Regions from separate parts of the Mus musculus genome. Here region 1 is linked to region 2. Evidence: chromatin contacts called from public HiChIP or PLAC-seq data. All regions are on one chromosome and are shown on one strand. Each heading gives the region's core, a stretch centred on a gene start, on an enhancer-like site or on the middle of the called end of the contact. The rest is flanking DNA. Distances are from core to core; before and after follow the strand shown. Region 1 holds the start of Cab39l (calcium binding protein 39-like). Region 2 holds the start of Ift88 (intraflagellar transport 88).

Region 1 (7,084 bases), core at 4,225-6,724, 2.0 Mb after region 2:
GCTAAACTAGTTTTTCTTCAAAATAGAGAATTTTTTTTAAAAATCCTCAGTAAAACTGTAGCTTTTCAGTTTTGGATATTAAGCACAGATTTTCTTGAAAATGAACAAAGTAACCCTATTACTAATAAGAAACTTAAAAGTCACGAGGTGAAAAGTTACAATTTTAGAAACCTTGAATTTACTGTGGCAAGCCTGAAAATTTCTCAATCATTAATCATCCATTAATAGATATTAGTAAGAAATATGAAGGTAATTTTTGTACACTCTATGATGAAAAGTGTCATCATATGGAAGATAGCCATAATTCATGAAACTATTATTTTACAAATGGTCACTAAATAAGAGACAGAAAGACTCATTTAAACTACAAGACATTGTGGCTAGAGAGACGGCTCAGTCCAGAAAGGGTCTGCTATACAACCATGAGGACCAAGGTTTAGACCCCAGCACCATGTCAAAAGCCAGGCATGGCAGCGGACAGCGGTAGTCCAAGTGCTGGGGAAGGAGAGACAGACGAACCCCTTGAGCTCACTGGCCACTCAGCCCCAGGCTTAATGGGAAGACTTGTCTCAAAAAAGAGGGGTGGGGGTGGACAGAAATAGGAAGATATCCATTCCTGACATCTGAAATCTACAAGCTTAGGCATCTGCACACAAATGTGTATATATACCACACACACCAATGTCAGGAACCATTTAGGATAAGCTAAAGCTAGCAGGTGGCCTTCCTGGAGGTGGCCCACTGTTTTTTGCATGGTCTTCGACAGGTGAGCTTGATGGCAAGGTTCCAAAGAGACCTCATCTCAGTATTGCTTCTTGAAGCTGATATGCTTTTCCTGTCATTATTAAATTAATATAAATGCTGTTTAGATGAATTAATGATTCTAAAGAATCCTTGATTTGTTCACATAATTTTAGGTAGAAAGTTTTAATAGATGGTCTTAGCTTTACTATAAAGCCGTAATAAAGTTAGAATCAAGAATAGAATATGCCCACTTCTCATAATGGTAAGAGAAGGCTGCATAATAAGAAATACAATGAGCTTTCACAATCACACTAAAAAGAGAAATAGACTTGGGACAGTTTTGTGTTCAAGGAAACCATTTACATTCAAAGATGAAGCTACAGGTGTGCACTATGATAAGGTAAAGCCATGTAAAAACTGCTACTTCAACATCCTTCTATAACTCCCATTTTATGTAACATCTCTGAGGTAATTTTCTAAAGAACATTTTGTCTAAGAAGGTATAAAAAGGCCAGAGAAAAGAAATAAAGTTGTTAGTTGGATAGCTTGGCTATATGTAGATATATACATATGTGTGTGTGTGTGTGTGTGTGTGTGTGTAAGTAAACATGCATGAATACTTGCGGAGTATGTAAGACAAGTTGTTAGGCCCAACAAAAATGTGAATATGTTAATGTATAAATGAAAATGTAAATGTGTGTATGAATGTATATGTTTCTGTGCATTCTGTCTGTGTAAAAGATTTTGGTTCTTTTCCTTTCTTCCTCTCTGGTTCACAAAGAGTTAACCAGCCTAGCCAGACAGGCTTCTGGCTGCTTCTCCTGAGAAAGGAACTATAGCAATAAATATTTTTACTTAATTCCCTGCTGCTAGGCCACAGGGGTTAATCACCCAAGCCAAGAGTTCTTAACCACAGAATAACAAGAAAGATTTTAGAATTTGTTAGAGGTGTCAGCAAGCATTCAGTCTACATAGAGAGCTAGAAAGCCAGAGAACACCAGTCTTCACAGCTTCCTCTACCTCCAACTCTGTGCCCCACTCACTTCAAGCCATTCCAGGCGGTGCTGGCTCCCCACACACCCAATGGGGTGGGAAGAAGAAAGAGAAATCATAGAGAGTGAAATACACACTGAAATTCAGCGATTTAGAATAAATGTATAGAAACATTTAAATACAATGTTTAAAAATTAGTTATTTGACCCACCATTTTTTTCTTCCATCTTTTGGTGTTGCTTATATAAAATTCTTCAAAATGAAGTTAATCAAAACTAAATGGGCTCCAACTGCAGTCTCTATGAAATCTGTAGTCCCCAAAGAGAGTATCTCGTTAGGCCACTTCCTAATAGTCTTTAGTATTTGAATTTGCAAATAGAAACTGTGCTTGAATAGACTTTCAGAATGACTACTAGTCCAAGAAAAACAGGCACAGCATCTTCTTCAAGGCCAGGTTGAAAGCCGGATCAGGACTACTGACAATGTCTTTTTAAAATTAAAGTTCATCCCATGTTTTGGTCCACAAATGCATGAAACACTCTGCAGCGAAAACAAAGGACAGTGCATATTTACAAAGAAAACAACTTCATCTTTAAAAATAATATAAAGCATTATGAAAAAATATACATTAACTGGAAAAAAAATCAACAGAACATCAAAATTAGGACAAGTATAGAAAAGAATAGCTCATGATCCTATCATCTATATTTAATATGTTAAAACTTGTATTACCAACCAACAAACTATCCATTTTATCTTAATATATCATAGAAACTTTTAAAAGTAGGAATAATAATGGTAATTGTCTCATATGCTGTTATGAGGATGAGATTATCACTTTGATATTTGACACATAGGAAGGATTTCATAAATGATAGCAATTATCCTCTTAGTGTATAATTTTAAAATTTTAGATTTTAGTGTATATTCTTTTTCCATGCTCACAATAGTATATTCTATTTTCTGCCCAATTACTACTATCGTTATATAAGTAAATGGCTAAATTATATACTTTGGACAATAATTCACACACTGAAGGTTTTAATACATTTAAAAAATTATTGTTATTATAAAGTTTTGTATATTTTTTTGTTACACATAATGCTTGAATAAACATTTTGTGCACTTTTCTGATATTTCCTTAGGATATATATCTAGTGATGGCAGTAATAAAATTTTTTTGAATTATCAAAGTGTTAGTCAATACCTGGTAAATTTTTCTGTCTTTTCCACATCATAAGCTTGAAGGGTGTTAGAAGGCTTTTTTTGTTGTTTTGTTTTGTTTTGTTTTTGTTTTTCAAGACAGGATTTCCCTATATAGCCTGGCTGTCCTGGAACTCACTCTATAGATCAGGCTGGCCTTGAACTCAGAAATCTGCCTGCCTCTTTCCTCCTAAGTGCTGAGATTAAAGGCGTGCACCACCACTGCCCAGCAATGTTAGAAGGCTTTAAAACACTGTATACAATCATGTTTAAAACTAAAAGGGAACTCCCAACAGATAGTCTGCGAGATCTCTATGAGGAAATGAAACTTAAGATAATGCCAATGAACATCATAACACAAAAGGATGGCAGGAAACTCCCCAAGGGGATGTGAATTCTGAAATACATGAAGAAGGTTGCATTGTGGATAAGATGTAACAAGCACACTAAACTGCTGGGATTGTGCTTAAGAGAATTAATATTTTAAAATAAATTTGAATATATTGGATCCTTGTAGGGCTAAAGAAAGGTACAATTCTGAAAAATAACCAATTAGGGATCACGGATATAAGAAATGTTCTTCAAATATACGGATTAGGTGAAAATAACACACCAGACTCATGGGAAAAGCCCCTTAGAACCCTAGAAAATCACACCTAGTAATTTATGGGGAAAATAAAGAAATGAGGTGATAATGACCAAGAATTCCTTAAAACAGGAAAGCACTCTGTTGTCCACTGAGTACCAAGTGGAATACAATTTTTCTCTTTTTCCTTTTGAGAAAGGCTCGCCTTGAACTGGTTATGATACTGAGTATAGCCTTAAACTTCTGATCCTTTTGCCTCTACCTCCTAGGCACTGGGATCAATGGCATGTGCCACCACACTGGACTTATGTAGTGCTCAGATTCCAAACCAGGGCTTTGCACAAACAAGGCACGTATTCTGACTGGGCTATGGTTCCAGCCCAGAATATGCTTGACATATACCACTAACTGTGATATGCTTCAGAACACCAAAATGTTCTTAGAAACTTGAAAATCTGTTAGCCAAAAAGAAGTATGTATCACATTGGCAATGAGACTCACCAGAAATGCAAACTGTTAAAAGGGAAACATAAGCTATACACTGTACTTCAGCCAGGCAACCTTTCCACTGTAAAATTAATACTACAGATATCCAAGTGCCACAAAGAGACATTGCCAAGCTGCCTTCCACCTTAGATTCTAGTAACTTCCACCTCAGTACACTCACTCAGCCTGACACCTCAGGAAAGGGCAGGTGGGGACAGGAGGACCAGTAGCTCAAAGCCATCCTGGTCTACTAGGCTGGACTTCCACATAGCAAACAGCAACTAAAGAAAAAGCTCTCACCAGTGTAGCTTGGAAGCTAATTTACAAAAGAAAAAAAATTGCCAAAAAAAGTTAAGGAAATTTAAAGCTTATCTTCCAAAGACAACACTAATATTTCACTGTTAGTGTACTTTTTATTTGTTTGTATGTTTTGTATTTTGAGACAACGTTTCTCTGGGTAACCCTGGCTTTCCGGGAACTCAATCCGGAGAGAACTCAAGAGATCCGCTAGTCTCTGCCTCCCCAGCCACCATCTCCCAGCTTGCCAGGAGAATTTTATTTAAATTTGGTTCTTTGCCAGTCTCAAACTTTCATCTGGCCAAACATACAGGCAACTTCATTTAGATCTAAGTTTCCTTTTTACTTGGAGGAAAAAGAAACTAAAAAAACTAAGATACCACTATCTCGTTGGTTCTTTGATAGGCATGACATAATCGGAGCGTAAGTCAGGGTCAGGCACATTTTTAACGTGTTCGTATGTTAAACAACACAACAATGGCAAAACGCCTTCTGGTGAAGAATAGAAACCTATCCTATCGTATGTGGTAGGGTATTTGGAAGAGCTAATGGTCTGTTTACCAAATCTAAGACTAAACATAAATTAATCCTCCACTTTGGTTTTCTTCACTAACATGCAAAGAACCATGTTACTACATGCCAATCATATGATCTGTCAATCATATCCCTTTCTGCAGTGACTTTATTGATCTTGGACTGTTGAGTAGTGAGTCAGTCCGTCGCTCCGAAGATACCAATCAAGTTCAACTGATAAATAATTTCATTTGTTCATGGCCAGTGTAACCTTACCTGTGGAATGGACCAGTGTCCTGAAGATCTTGTCTGTGCTCCGCTGTCTACAGCCCATGATAGCCAAATTACTCAGAAATCACCAGCCACGAAAGTGAGCGCCGCAAGACGGTGGGGGAAACGCGACTGAGAGCCCCGGCCACCCCCGCTACTGAGACAGCGGGTTGAGGCGGCCTGGCACCCCGCGCGCCTTGCACTGTCCGCACCAGAGTCTGCAGTCCCGAGGCGGCTTCACCTCAGCGGGGGAGACATCAGCCCCAAGGGAGCTCCACACAGTTTCCGCGGCCCCGCGGCGCCGGCCGGAGCGCGCGGCCTCCTGATTGGTCGGCGACTCTCTCGGTTTGTCTCGCGCGGACTGCTACGGCCAATCGGGTTCTCGGCAGCCAAGTGAGGCACTTCGCTGGAGTGGTGGCGCAGCGCTCTCTGCCCGCGGTAGGTGTGTGGCTGCGGCGAGCCTTTTCCGGCTCTGGGAGTGTGTGTGTGGAAGGAGAGTCCTCGGGGTGACAGGAGTGTTGGGAGTGAAGGGGCGACTTAACTAGCAGGGGATTCTTCTCGCCCGCCCGGAGTCTCCTCCCTGTGTTTGGGAGGCAGGCGTGGTGGTGGTGGCGGTGGCGGTGGCCCCGGCTTGGCTTTGCTGGTCATTAGAGTCTGGCGCAGGCTTTGCTTTCCTGTCTTAACCCTGATCCCTTGGTTTCCGAGAGTTGCTCAGCAGTGTTTGTGGCGCGAAGATTCCCACCGCCGACCCCTGTCATGATTAAAGGAGGCTGGCTGTAGGATTCAACACGGGAAAGCCAGTCGTGGAAGGGAGAGGGGGCTGTCTCGACCACTGGCCTCCGGGTCGATAGAGAACTTTTCTTTTTTGTCAATTGCCAGGGGCCAACTGCGGAGCCTTTGCCCTTCTCGAGAGTTCATCCTTTGACATACATGGACAGCAGGTTGTGTGAGAGTAGTTTTATTCATAAGCATGCCGCCAGCATTCATTCAATGACGTTAGAAAAAAAGAGAGAAATAAAATAAAATAAAAAGGAGAAACGGGAAGTAAACTAGTGTTTGTCATGCTCCAAATTCACTTCATGCTAGGTATACATGTAGCTCAGGCAGACCGGATCTTTCTGCCACAGGAGCGCCACACCCTTACCCCAGTTTCAAAGGTGCTGATTTTTTTTTTTTTTTGTAAATTTCTCTTTACATATTTTTAACATTATAAACTTGATTTTAAAAAAAAGTTTGCAAAAAAAAAAAAGAAAGAAAAACACATCAAAATTAACCAAACCCCAAAACAATACAACTCAAATGAATACATCTATGCAATTAAAGTTGACTTTTGGAAACGAAATTGTGAAGCTTCACATTAAATTTAACACATGTCGAATATGTTTTCTGCACCTAGTCAAAACCAACCAAACAAGAAAGCCATGACAGCTTTGTACATTTCTGGGTCTGCGATGCTATGCGGGCTGGCTTTATGGAACAGGGTATTATTTAAGGAGGGTGTTGGAGTTTGGGAAGAGCAAGACACTGTACTTTCCTCTTTCCAGTTTTCTCTTGGGGAAAAAAAAGTAGAAAAGGAAGTAGAAAGCATTCTTTTTTTTTTTATTATTTGAAAGAAGCTGCCAGATCTGAAAATCTAGCCTGTTAGAGACAAATATTTTGTGATTCACTTATAACAGTTTTGATAAACTTAACACCAGTATCTTCACTTTTTATTTTATTTCAAGGTTGAATAACTTAAGTTATTCAAGGTTAATTGGTTTGTTTTTTTGTTTGTTTGTTTGTTTTTTTGTTTTGTGTGTGTGTGTGTGTGTGTGTGTGTGTTCTTTGTGGGTTGGTTTTTTTTTTTTTTTTGGTTTTTCGAGACAGGGTTTCTCAGTGTAGCCCTGGCTGTCCTGGAACTCACTTTGTAGACCAGGCTGGCCTCGAACTCAGAAATCTACCTGCCTCTGCCTCCCGAGTGCTAGGATTAAAGCTGTGCGCAAGGTTAATTGG
Region 2 (6,278 bases), core at 277-2,776:
CAAATGTTCTAACACTAAGTTACATTCCCAGCCCTCTCCTCTGAGCTTTATATTGTTATATACAATTGCTTACTCAGTATCTCTTCTTGCACATTCTTTAGGCATCTGACACCTGATGTGTTCTCCCTCAAACCTGTTTTTCCTTTAGTGTTCTTCATGTTCACACATGGAACTCTTTCACTCCATACCCACTTCATGGGACTCAGGCTTGTCTGCTACCCATCCCACTTTATATGTAACTAATTACATATGTTGACAGTTTATTTGATAATTAGTGTGGGAACAAATAAGAAAATATGTTGCCTGATGAACCTTTATTTTAACAAAAACATAATGTCTTCTTCTCAGACAAGGACTGGGTACCCTGAATGTACAGTCATTTAAAAAAAAAAAAAGTTCAGTGCTGGACAATGGTGGCACACACCTTTAATCCCAGCACCAAGGAGTTTGAGGCTAGGCTGGTGTACAGAGAGCTCCAGGACATCCAGGGCTACACAGAGAAACCCCGTCTCAAAAGACAAGCAAACAAACAAACAAAAAAAAAAAAAGAAAAAAGAAAAAAGAAAAAGAAAAAGATTGACTCTAGTATTTATCTTTCTTTTTTGAAGTGCAGTAACTTGTGATTCCAGTATTTTTTCTTTCTATATTGAAGTGCAGTAACTTAAAATATCCCCATGATGTTCACTAATTAACGTAACAACTACTTATTGACACACAGTTGCCAGATACTGTCAGTTACTGTACGATATACCCCACTTGCAAGGTAACCTTCTGAATGCTGATACAACACACCTGGATCAGAGATAAAGAGGTTTAGTCTTCAAAACACACCAAGTAGCCCGAACCTGACCAATCTAATAGTTTGTCCCCTACATCTGTCCCCACCCCCATCCGTGGGAGGCTAAGGTGGATGTTACATATTCAATGACTTTCTGACACAACTGAACAATAAAGGTTAGTAAACTTCAGTTTTTTTATAACGGGCTTCAAGTCAACATGCCCAACATTTGCTCCGGAAAGAAATATTATTTTGTCTTTAAGACAGGGTGTCCCCTGCTGGTCTTGTACTCCTGAGCGTCATCTCTACTCCCATTGCAGATGTGCGTCATCATAGCTGGCATTACATTACCTTTACTTTTTAATTTTCAGATTAAATTTATTTAGAGAGAACCCAGACAGGATTAATATGACAAATTTATGGGACGACGCGTACAATTCTACGCAATGTTCCACAGAAAACAGTCTTCCAAGGTTCCCAAGCCGCGTAGTGGCTCTGGGACACATTCTATTCATCCGGGCCATCTTGCTCTGGTCTCCAGCTTTGGGGATGGCTGCCTCGGGGTTCACTCGACCTTGGTTTCCTTCTTGTGATTACTCCTACACCTGTAGCATCTCCTGGACCACCATAAACATTGGGCCAGCCTCGAGAATCACTCCGCTGTTGGCGGACCACAGGTCCCAGCAGCCCTGCACTTCCGGTCACGAGCTTCCGGCCTCGCCCACGCGGCGCGGAGGCCTGTGGGAGCGGCTTCCTTGGAGTCGCGCCTGGCAACGGCTGGGCGTCCCGCTCTGGCCTGCCTAGGATCAGGCGTCGCTTCTTCCCTCGGCCCACTCGTGGTCAGCCCGCTCCTCCTCGGCGCGAGGTAGGAGAAGCGCCCGGCCCCTCGCGGCCACCCTCCCTGCTGCCCTCTCCCTGCCCCGTGCGTGAGCGGCGGCGGGGTCGCGAGGGCAGGCGGGCTGGCGGCGCCCAAGCCCGGCTCCTGGCGACTGCGCTTCCGTAGCCAACACTTGGATGGTGCTCCTCTCAGGGGGTGGACTTCCCGCTCCACCCGGCACGGCTACCCGGGCTAATGTCACACGGCTTGGCGATGCCATGGCAGCAGTGAAACTTTTAGAGTTTCACAGTAGGTTACAGCGAACATTTCTAATACTTGCATCCGGTGAAGCTTTGATTACCTAGTAATCGGGAGTAAAAGCAAAAGTACAGAAAAGAATGAATAAATCACAGTCTTATAAAGATAAAAACATATCTTCTGGGAATTGATTCTAGGACACCCAGTTTCCCTGGATACCAAAGTTCCCAGGTGCTCTTTCACATATATACGATGGTATATTTGTATTGTATATAAGCCATTTTCCCATTTTTGTTATCTTAGACTGTTTATTGCTCTATAATTAATTGTTATGCCTAATTGTTCAGGGAATAATGAAAAGCACGCTCGGGAGGCTGGGGGCGGGGGGGGGGGGGGGGAGCCTGTGCATGTTCAGTTCAGATAAAAAATTTCTCCCAAATGTTTTCAGTTTCTAGTTGGTTGAATCTAAGGATGCACAGACAAAAGATATCTGACTACTGTTTTCCCAAAAGCCTAAAATTCCACTTTTCCTTTTTATCTTCAACTCTGGTTGGTAACTTTGGAGAAACTACAATAGGCATTTTGAGTGTGAACTGTATCAAGGTAGAAGTATATAAAAAGGACTTTGCCATGTAAAATAGTTTCACTGGCAATATTGAAGTGACAGCATCCCAAATTATTTTTGAACCACCTTGGAGAATATAGAAATACTGAGTTGTATTATTTCTTAGCCATTCATAGTTGTTAGTAAAGGATAATTCATTTACTATTTCCTAGCCTTGCTTTCTACATCTTTAAAATTTTGTGTATTCCACTATTGGTCTGTCTCCCAGGTGTGTGTGTGTGTAAATCTGGTTAAAAGCCAGAAGAAAGGTCTAGTTCTAAAAGCTGATTGTTTCAATACCTTATGAATAAACGAAAGTGAGATCAGAAGAGTTTGTAAGGAGGGAGCTTTTGAGTATATGATTTGAAAGTGTGATCGATGGAGCAGCAGCTTCAGCATCCATCCCTTGGGAACCTATTGATCAACATTCTGGGGCTGTGGAGATGCTCAGTTGGCAAAGTGTTTGCTGCAGAAGCCTAAGGTCCTGAGTGATCCCTAGCGCCCACTTAACCTAATGTGGTGGCTGGGGGAGGCAGGAGGATTTGTGCTGCTCACTGGTTAGCTAGCTTGGCTGAATCTGGCCCCAGGTCCTCCTTCCCAGGGGGAGATCTTACCTCAAAAAACAAGGCAGGCAGTGCCTAAAGAGGATGACCTCTGTTTCCACATGCACACATTTACACCTGTACACACACACACAGAAGCTGTCATACCCACAACAAGGAATTCACATCCTGCCTGGGCAGAATAACTCATACCTGTTATCCCAGTGCTTGGGATGTGGGAGCAAGAGTTCAATGTCAGCCTTGTCTACATGTTGAGTTTAAAGCCAGCCAAGGCTACACAAGACCTTGTCTCAGAAACAAAACAACCCTCCCCTGCAAAGAAATCCCAATACATTTCCTCTCTGAGGGATCAAGGAATCTCCTTCACATAAGATTTTCTGAATCGGAAGCACTGGTGGCTGAGGGGCTGAAATGAAAAGCTGTAAGCTGCTGGCTTGTGCTCTGGTTTGAGCCACTGGTTTAGCAGAGAATGTCCCTCTTATCTGAGAGGGACATAGTCCAAGGCCCCTAGGGAAGTTTGAAACCTCATCAAACACAACCTTTTGTTTTGTTTTGTTTCGTTTTGTTTTGTTTTTTGAGACCGGGTTTCTCTGTATAGCCCTGGCTGTCCTGGAACTCACTTTGTAGACCAGGCTGGCCTCGAACTCAGAAATCCGCCTGCCTCTGCCTTCCAAGTGCTGGGATTAAAGACGTGTGCCACCACCCACCACACCCGGCTAAACACAACCTTTAGTACACTTTTTTTTTAATATACATACTTATGATAATATTTAAACTATACAAGGCACTGTAAGACATTAACAGTAAGAGTAAAAGAAAAGTACTTATAATACTATATTGAGATGCAAGTAATATAAATATGGTTTGTTGCTCTAACTTTTTATTTATTATTTATTTATTTATTTTCTGCTGTCCTGTTTTCCCAGTGCTTGGGATGTGATAAATTGAGTTGACACTTAAAGGAAATACTTTATGGCTTCCCTTTGACATGCTTGATTGCTAACATCTCTGTTCCTGTCCAGTGATTAGCAAGATAACAGTGATAACAAGATAACAAGATACCAGAGCAGTTAACCTGGTAACAGAGATAGCTGCTATTGACTTTTGGGCAGGTAGTCTATGCAGTGTGTATACGCTGGAAAAGGGAGTGGCTAACATCTCAAGAGGCATTGATTAGGATGGTGTGATATTTATCACTCTACTTAAAAAACAGGCAGCTGTTCCAGAAGCTAACACAGCGTTCCTGTTTGAACCAGACATTTCATGCCTAGGTATATACCCAGTAGAACTGAGTGTATATTCACCTATGGCTAGAGACATGGCTCAGCAGTTAAAGGCACTTGCTGCTTTTCCAGAGGTCTTAAGTTTCCAGTACCCATGTTGGCCAGCTCCTAACACAGACACATACATTTTAAAAAGAAAACATATTCAGGTAAAAACTTGCATATAAACATTCATAAGAGGGTTATTCATAAGAGCCCAAGGTAGAACCAACCCAATATTCATCTCCTAAAGAATAAAGAAGTCAAATGTTGTAATTTTATTATTCAGTCATGAAAAAGAATGCAATATAATGAAACTGTATCACAAACCCTGAAAACATGCTAAATAAAAGAAGCCAGACATAAATGCCACATACTGTATGGTCTCTTGCACATGGAATCTTAGCTAATCTATAGAGGCAGGAAGTCATTTAGTGGCTTTCAGGCGCTTGGGGAAAAGGAGGGATATGGGATAACTGTCAAAGAGCCTCAGGTTTTTGTTTTTATAGGATGAAGAAAATGTAATGGTTATACACTGTTTGAATATACTGGAAGCCAATGAATAACAGTAGCAAAATTATAGTTATGAAGTAGCAATGAAAATAATTTTATGATTAGGGTTCATCACAACATGAACAACTGTATTGAAGAGTTGCAACATTGGAAATGTTGTGAACCGCTGTTTTAAGAACTGAAGTAAACAGTGAACAAGGTTCACTATTATATTGACCCAGAAAATGCTACATAACTATACAAACCAAGAGGTCCAGATCTCAGTGTTCTATTGGGTGTGGTAGCATACGTCTTTAATCTGAGCGCTAGGGAGTCTGTACAGGCAGATCTTGGCAAGTTGGATGCCAATCTTCTGTGTACAAATAGTTCCAGGCTAGCTAGGGTTACATAGTAAGGCCTTGTCTCAATAAAATAATATAAAATAAAAAAGCAAACAAACAAACAAAAAAAAAAAACAATCCCCCAAAGCAGATAAACAGAACTACAAATCACTTGTGAAACTGACCAGGTCATCAAAGGTAGGCATATCAAAAAAGAAAAAAAAGCCACCAAGTACTTGAAAGCTGTCAGTTTAAAGAAGCAGTTTGCAGCCCTGGGGAATGATGGTAGAGCTAGTAGATGTGCCTCGGCCAAACAGTGGGCTTGGCCCCAGACTGGAGCCCAAAAGGAGTGCTGGAGTTTTATTTCACATGTTAAAGAATGGAAAACAGTGTTGAAGCAAAGGGTGTGTGTTTGTTGTTATTGTGTGTGCGTGATGAGGGTAAGGGGTGAGTCCATGCCAAGAGCACCTGTGGTGGTCAAAGGACAGCTTTGAGAAGTCTGTTCCCTCCAGTCACTGTGTCATGGGCTCTGGGGTTGGAACTCCGGTCACCAGGCATATGTGCCAAGCACCTTTATCTGCTGAGCCATTTTACAGGCCCTTGAACTGAGGTATAAATGTAGAGTCTCTGGTTATTGGTCAGATACAGGTAAAGGAAGCTCCCAAGGTGCACGACTGGGCTTTTAGAGTTCATGGTTGGGATAACCCACGTCTGAGCTCCTGGTCACATTGAGGTGATCTTCACTAAAAAACAACAACAAAAAAAACCCCAACTATTCCTAAGCTAGCAGAAGAGGCTGCACAGGAAAAAGTTCACAGGAGAAACCAATGAAGCAGAAACTTACAGGAGAAATCTGCAGAAAATGAAAGCAAATATGATTTAAAATGGCAGGGGTGGGGTGGGGGGTGAGGAGTAGGGGGTGGAGTTTACAGTATATGAATCCTAAGGGCACTATTTTACTATTCAAAAGATTCTGAGAAGCCACATAAACTTGGCATTATGCCAAACAGCAAGAATAAATGGAATTTTCTTTGGAATTTACTAGCACACCAAAGATACAAGTTAGATCGCCATTGCAGTTCAGTGCTACATTTCTTTCTCTCTCTTTTTATTGGATATTTTATTGTTTCATTTATTTACATTTCAAATGTTATCCCCTTTCC

The links. HiChIP or PLAC-seq counts read pairs in DNA pulled down with a chosen protein or histone mark.
Region 1: a contact with region 2 is called in an H3K4me3 HiChIP or PLAC-seq map of pro-B cells, with 5 times the contacts expected there. The contact joins the promoter of Cab39l here to the promoter of Ift88 in region 2. A contact is called at or near these places in 2 of 39 promoter capture datasets (hippocampal neurons and pre-B cells), 2 of 115 datasets of contacts at active chromatin or transcription factors (astrocytes and pro-B cells) and 1 of 9 other capture datasets (adipose tissue).

Annotation. Positions count from the first base shown.
Region 1 is chr14:59,435,489-59,442,572 of GRCm38.p6, forward strand. Cab39l (calcium binding protein 39-like) reads left to right here and starts at 5,475. Exons shown (of 11, transcript NM_026908.4): 1 at 5,475-5,530. It overlaps Gm45935 (predicted gene, 45935), which reads right to left and starts at 5,392. Exons shown (of 24, transcript NM_001320725.1): 1 at 5,099-5,392; 2 at 1,949-2,277. The coding sequence starts at 1,964. Setdb2 (SET domain, bifurcated 2) reads right to left here and starts at 5,392. Exons shown (of 14, transcript NM_001320720.1): 1 at 5,099-5,392; 2 at 1,949-2,277. The coding sequence starts at 1,964.
Region 2 is chr14:57,422,545-57,428,822 of GRCm38.p6, forward strand. Ift88 (intraflagellar transport 88) reads left to right here and starts at 1,527. Exons shown (of 26, transcript NM_009376.2): 1 at 1,527-1,643.